Regions from separate parts of the Mus musculus genome. Here region 2 is linked to region 1. The links are chromatin contacts, called in public promoter capture Hi-C maps. All regions are on one chromosome and are shown on one strand. The core of a region is the stretch at or near the end of the contact, and the rest is flanking DNA. Distances in the headings are between cores, read along the strand shown.

Evidence for each region. Promoter capture Hi-C pulls out the DNA fragments that hold promoters and counts their contacts.
Region 2: a promoter capture Hi-C map of embryonic stem cells shows a contact between it and region 1, with 2.2 times the contacts expected there. The contact joins the promoter of Meioc here to the promoter of G6pc3 in region 1. A contact is called at or near these places in 1 of 39 promoter capture datasets (embryonic stem cells) and 1 of 9 other capture datasets (adipose tissue).

The regions. Positions count from the first base shown.
Region 1 is chr11:102,188,065-102,191,183 of GRCm38.p6, forward strand. G6pc3 (glucose 6 phosphatase, catalytic, 3) reads left to right here and starts at 1,635. Exons shown (of 6, transcript NM_175935.3): 1 at 1,635-2,079. The coding sequence starts at 1,862.
Region 2 is chr11:102,664,169-102,667,287 of GRCm38.p6, forward strand. Meioc (meiosis specific with coiled-coil domain) reads left to right here and starts at 1,417. Exons shown (of 8, transcript NM_001127576.2): 1 at 1,417-1,662; 2 at 2,168-2,317. The coding sequence starts at 1,597.

The sequences.
Region 1 (3,119 bases), core at 385-2,884:
TGTGCTTGGTGCCTGTGAAGGTCAAAAGATGGTATCAAACAATTTTAAATCAGGATGCTGATATAGATTGGTAAAGTTGTGAAGGTAAAGACTGGAGCCAGAGCAGATCTCAGAGTCCTTAAGAAGTAGGTATTGTGGCAGGGTGTGCTGTTACATACCTTTGATTCCAGCACGAGGGAGGGAGACGCTGGCAGATCTTTTGAGTTCAAGGCCAGCCTAGTCTACAAAGTAAGTCCAGGACAACCAGGACTCTGTTATACAGAAGAAACCCTGTCTCAAAAAACCTAAAACAAACAAACAAACAAATCTAAACAACACAATAAATAGGTAAATAGTGGATAGTCCATACCTATAATCTCAGCAATCCTAAGGTATTGGGAGTTTGAGGCCAGCCTGGGCCAGATCTACCTCAAAAATAAATAAACTAGAGCTTAATCCCAGCAGAGGGAGAGGGGCAGGTGGATCTCTGAACTTAATTAAGTCCCGCCTGGTCTCCATAGTGACAGGACAGCCAGGGATATGTCTAAACAAACAAACAAACAAAAAACATCTGTGTGAAATTTTGGCTTCTTGAAGCAATTAAAAAACACTTTCTTTATTTCATATCTTCATTTTCAACCACCCTTCAGACTTCAAGAACAAAGTTGCTTGAGACACTAAGAAATCCAAGGGTGTGGTCTCATGCCCTTGGGAGTCTCAGCACTTGGGAGACAGAGGCAGGCTGATCTCTGGATATGAGAGCTAGGCCTGGTCTATAAAGTGAGTTCCAAGATTGCCAGAGGTACACATAGAAACCATGTCTTGAAAAACAAAACAAAACTAACCAAACAAAAAGCCGGGCATGGGGCATGGTAGTGCATGCTTTTAGCCTTAAATTCCAGCACTCCGGAGGCAAAGGCAGGAGGATCTCTTGAGTTTAAGAGCAATCCCTGTCTAGAAACACTCCCCACTCCCACCTCGCCACGGACGTGCAAAGAAAGGAGGGAAAAAGAAATCAAAGAAGTATATCAACAGGCTCCTTCCTTTGCTCTAAGCAGATCTCCCCTAGGACTGTGTCCCTCCTAATAATGCAAAAACTGTAGGCGTGTGCCCTTCCTCTTTTCATGGAAATACTATCTCTTTCTTGATTTAGCTGCCCAATAAGAATTTTAAATGGCAGGAGGGTGGTAGGGGTGAGAGCAAGGCAAGTTTCTCGCACATAACATACACACACATGTTAAGCTCTGGATTCTTGAAGGAAGACGTGGATGAAATAGAATGGGAGAATCCTGAGCTAGAGACAGGTAGATGTCAACTAAGACTGTGTGCAACTGGAGGTCGGGCTTTGACTCCCTTCTCTCCAAATGGTCCAGATTTGAGAAAAATGGGTAGTGATGTTGGAAAACAGAGATCAGATCCAGAAGAAACCCTCGCCCTGGAGATTAGACATCGACTTCGCAGCAGCAGAACAAGGAACCGGGACACAGAGCTGGTTCCCAGGTTCATCGGTCCCCTGACCCGGAACAGCAGCGGGTTTCTGCACTACGCTGGCAGCCCACGTGCTAGCAACAGCGGCCACGTGGGGCCTTGAGGAAACGCCTTCGCAAAGGTTTGTCCCCTCCGCTGTCCAGTAGAGAGGAAGGCCGAGGAAGAAAGCCGGAGGAAACAGTACCAGCTACGGCTCCAACTCGCGCGTGTCAGGGACTGCGGGGGCGGGGCGGGGCGGGGGTGGGGCTTGGTTTAGACCCCCGGCGGGTAGGGCGGGGCCGGGGGCTAGAAAGGGTGGGCTCTAGAGGGCCAGCAGGTAGCCGCTTCATTTCTGCTAAGGTTCCTCGACTTGCACCCTACAACGGGCTCCAGGCTAGAGGACTCCTGATTCACCATGGAGTCCACGCTGAGCGCGGGCATCATAATGGCTGAAGCACTACAGAACCGGCTTCCCGGGCTAGAGAATATGTGGCTCTGGGTCACCTTTCTGGGCGATCCTAAGAATCTTTTTCAGTTCTGCTTCCCCGCGGCCTACTACGCCTCCCGCCGCCTGGGCATCTCCGTGCTCTGGATCACCTTCATTGCTGAGTGGCTCAACCTTGTCTTCAAGTGGTGAGACAGAGAGAAGCCTTCGGGCATCCTGGTCCCCTTATCCCTTTGGGGCCCTGATCTCCCTCAAGTAGTTACCTCAAAGGCAAACACTTTTCTACCTATTCTTATCCCCTTAGGCCCTAGTCTTCACCTCAGATCTCACAGTTCACCCATCCTCAACTATCCGGATCAGAGAAACGACTTAAGGGGCGTGTTCAACTGCAAATACAGTCTCCGCCTCAGACCTACTGATTTCGTAACTCCAAATTTAGTTGTAGTTGGAAATCTGCGTTTTAGCAGTTATTACTAGAAATGTAGGTAGCCGAAAATCTTCTTTCTTAGCTGAACATCTTATTCATCTATCCATTTGTTTGACATTAAACTAGGCACCAGTTTCATTAAGATGTGGTCCCTGGTTTAAGCTCAAAAGCAGAGTCAATGCTTGAAGACTTACTAGAAATACAGACTCTAAAGCTCCAGGCCAGATCTGCACTTTAACAAGCCCCCCACCCCCACCCCCGATTATAATGTGCCCAATGAAATTTAGAAGCCACTCAATGCCAGTCACTAAAGGGAATCCTTACCCTACCTGCAAGGAACACTTTTCTTCTCTCCCCAGTACTTAGTCTAGCTTTCTCATTCTAAGAAGCCAGTGGCCCCACACTGCTGGGCCTCCTGCAGCCCTTGGGGTTTATCTGGGCCACCGTGTTTGTTTGCTTGTTTGTTTTTCTGTCTTTTCGGAGTACAGAAGGGAGTTACTCAACACTGCTGTTGCCCAGGCTCCCCAGCCTTGAAGGAGGAAGCAAGGATCATAAAGAGACATAGAATAAGCTAACATGACAAGCTGGAAAGCAGACAATTTGTCCCTCTCCCTCCCGCCCTTCTCCACAAGGGCTTGTAAAGCTAAAAGCGGTTGTCTAATCATTTCCTCCTGGCCTAACTGCCCCTATCTTACCTCCCTCAGAGCCTGTGCTTAACATCCAGGTAACAAAGCCTCTAATTGTTCTCCTCCTCCTTCATTGAAAGTCTCTCCATCCAACCGAGAATGGTGGTCCTCCTGC
Region 2 (3,119 bases), core at 167-2,666, 480 kb after region 1:
CACATGGGGAGACCAGCAGACAACTTGGTGGAGTTGATTCTCACATTGCATGATGGCTCAAACTCAACCATCAGTCTTGCTTTTACCTATTGAGCCATCTCACTGTCCCCCACCTTGTCTTTGGAGATAGGTCCTTGCTGAGGAGGTACACTGGTCGGCCAGTGAGGCCCCGTGATCCAACTGGACCTCCCAAGCGCTGGGATTACACATTTATCACACCTGGGATTTTTTTTGCCATCGGTTTTGAAGATGAGACTTAGGTTCTCATACTTGACGGCAAGTAATTTACTATCACCCCAACACCAAATCTCTTTTTTAAAGTTTGTGTGTGTGTGCCCATGCGCACGTACTTGCCCATTTGTGTCTGTGTTGGAAGCCAGAGTTTGATATGGTGTATTTCCTCTGTCATTCCCCATCTTGAGTTATAGATGGTTATGCATCTGAAAAAACCGTCAGGTCTGCGTGGGCCAGTAAACTCATCCCCCTAATCTACCTCATTAGTGCCCGAGCTAAATGATTAATCCGGTGCGTCTCAAATTTTGATTTGAAGTGCAAACACCCTTAAAACGCCTGTGTTTACTCCTTTAAAATTTCAGTGCCCCCCTTCTCCGTGCTCGCGCATACACACATTTTTGAGGACTTTGCATTTTTCTAAGACCCTAATCAGACTATGTCATCATCTCGTAAGGTCGCCGGAATAGCTAGAAAACAGCAAACTATTTTTAGCTAAATTACTATTACTAGCTAAATAACAACAACAAACTCAAAACAAAACAAACAAAAATTCAGGGTGAAGTTTCCTTGAAAAGTCATATTCATATTTAATAGTCAAAACACCTTCACCCTAAAGGAAACCTGGTCCCAGGACAGCGGACAGCTCTCACCATTTAAGCTCTACAAGGGTTTCGTTTCTTTGCCCTCTGAAAAAGGCTACAACAGTCTACTGGGCTGGCGGCTCTGTAGAGTTCTGGGAACTAGGGGCGGAGAACAAGACCCAAAACGAAGATGTTGGCCTCGGGTGCCCTCGGGTGCCGGGCGGAGGGCTTTCGGGTCATCGGCCTGTTGCTGTGCGATTTCTCTAATCTCCCAACCACCGCTACCAAGCCAGTAGGCGCGCGCGCCTCCCATCAGCCAATCAGCGGGCCTGTGCTCGTCCGTTCTGGCCAATCCCGAGCGAGCTTCCTTTGAGCGGGAAACATCTTCAGCCCTGGCCTGAGAGCAAGCCTAGGGCGAAGTCGGCTAACTGCTCCTTCTTAGTCTTGTCTCTGGGGGGGCAACAGACCCTGGAGGCGGTCGCCCATTGGCTGGGCCGCGGGCCAATGAGGGGTGCGAGATGAGGGGCCTCCTGGGCGTGGGCGTGGGCGGGGCGCCGGCGGCCGGTGCCTAGTCGCGAGGCGCGGGGAGCAATGTAACGGCCTCTTCGTCGCACCGTCTCGGCTCGGCCCCCCACCCACAGAGCGGCTCCTGGCAGCGCCGACGGCGGCTGCGGCAGCGGTAGCGGTGGGGTGCGGGCTGAGGGAGCTGGGCCTCGACGTCCTCCCTCACCCCCGTACCCCGGGAGCTGTTAACTAGCTCAGGAGGAGCTGGGGGGCCCCCATGGAGGTGAGCGGCGGAGACACCTGCCGGCCCCGTCACCCCCAAGGCCTGAGGGAGGGACCTGAGGTAACTGGCGGGGGTCGGGGGGACTTCGAGGATGGCAGCCCCCGGGAGAGACGCTGAGGAGAAGGCGCGTCCCTCAGCGTGCTTCTTCTTTAAGGAGGCCCGGGTGGTGGCGGGGTGGCGACACGGGAGATTACGGGTCGCGGGTGGGGGAGCCCCAACATGTCGTCGGGCCGAGTCGCGAGTGGGGGAGGGTTGCGAAGTCGCGAGTCTGGGCGAGGGTTGACCTCCCAGAGGCTTCAGAGCGGAGGCGCCACCTCGGTCAGCCAGTCGCAATGGCGCGGAGGCGTCTGTCAGGGCCGTCGAGGGCCGCTGCCGCCGCCGTCGCGCGTCTCAGAGCTGAGGCGCAGTGACGGGGTGGGGAGGAGGGCTTGAAGAGGAAACGAGGGAGCGGGGTTGGGGGGCCCGAGTTAGTGTCCCCTAAGGATCTGCAGTTAGACGGCCCAGGCTACAGCCCCAGCTGCGCGGCGCTCCGTGACCACCCGGCTTTTCCCCCGTTTCCGAGCAGCCGAAGGTGGCGGCGGCCGCGGCGGCGTTCCGTGGAAGCGCGAATCGGTGCTGGAACCTCAGCGTCGACACCAGCAATAGATTATCCGACGTCTTCAACAGCATGATGCTGACCGGCTCGGCGCCCTTCTATGATTGCTACAAGTCTCAGGTCCATTAACAAATTCAAGACTTTGCTCGTCCTCCCCCCAGCCCTCCCCCCCCAACCCTCTCCCCACCCCGCCCCCCAATCCTCTCCCCACCCCGCTCCCTTTGTAGTTTCCCCACCACCAAACGCAAACCCAGGACCTTCAGCTCCAGTCCCATACATGTTAAAAAAAACTCCAGTCAGAATTAGAAGCTGGGGAAAACGGGCTTCTTTTACTATTATTATTATTAAGTTCTGTATAGACACCAAAATTTTTTAAATTATATATACATATATATGTATATATGTGTTTATTTTATGGTGGTTTTATGGTGGAGGGGCCACAGAGACGTGGCATGACAACAGATGGAGGTTGGAGAACTTTTCAGTTCTCAGCGTCCACCACGTGGGTCCTAGGGATTGAACTCAGGTCCTCAGGATTGAACTCAGGTCCTCAGGATCAGCAGCAAGCACCCTGCCGCCCAACCGACTGGTCCAGAGGAGAATATTTTAGAGTTTGCACAGTACACACTTGGTTTTGGACATGGGGAAAATTTTTTTTTAATTTAAAAAAGAAATTTAAGCCAGGCAGTGTTGGTGCACACCTGTAATTCCAGCACTCGGGAGGCAGAGGCAGGCAGATCTCTTGAGTTCGAAGCCAGCCTGGTCTACAAAGTGAATTCAAGGACAGCCAGGGCTACACAGAGAAACCCTGTCTTGAGAAAACGAAAACAATAATTTATTTTTTTGTATATGTATGGTAGTTTTGCCGGCGTTGCAAGCTGCCATTGATCGTTGATCCTTCAGAAGAGCAGCCAGTGCTCTT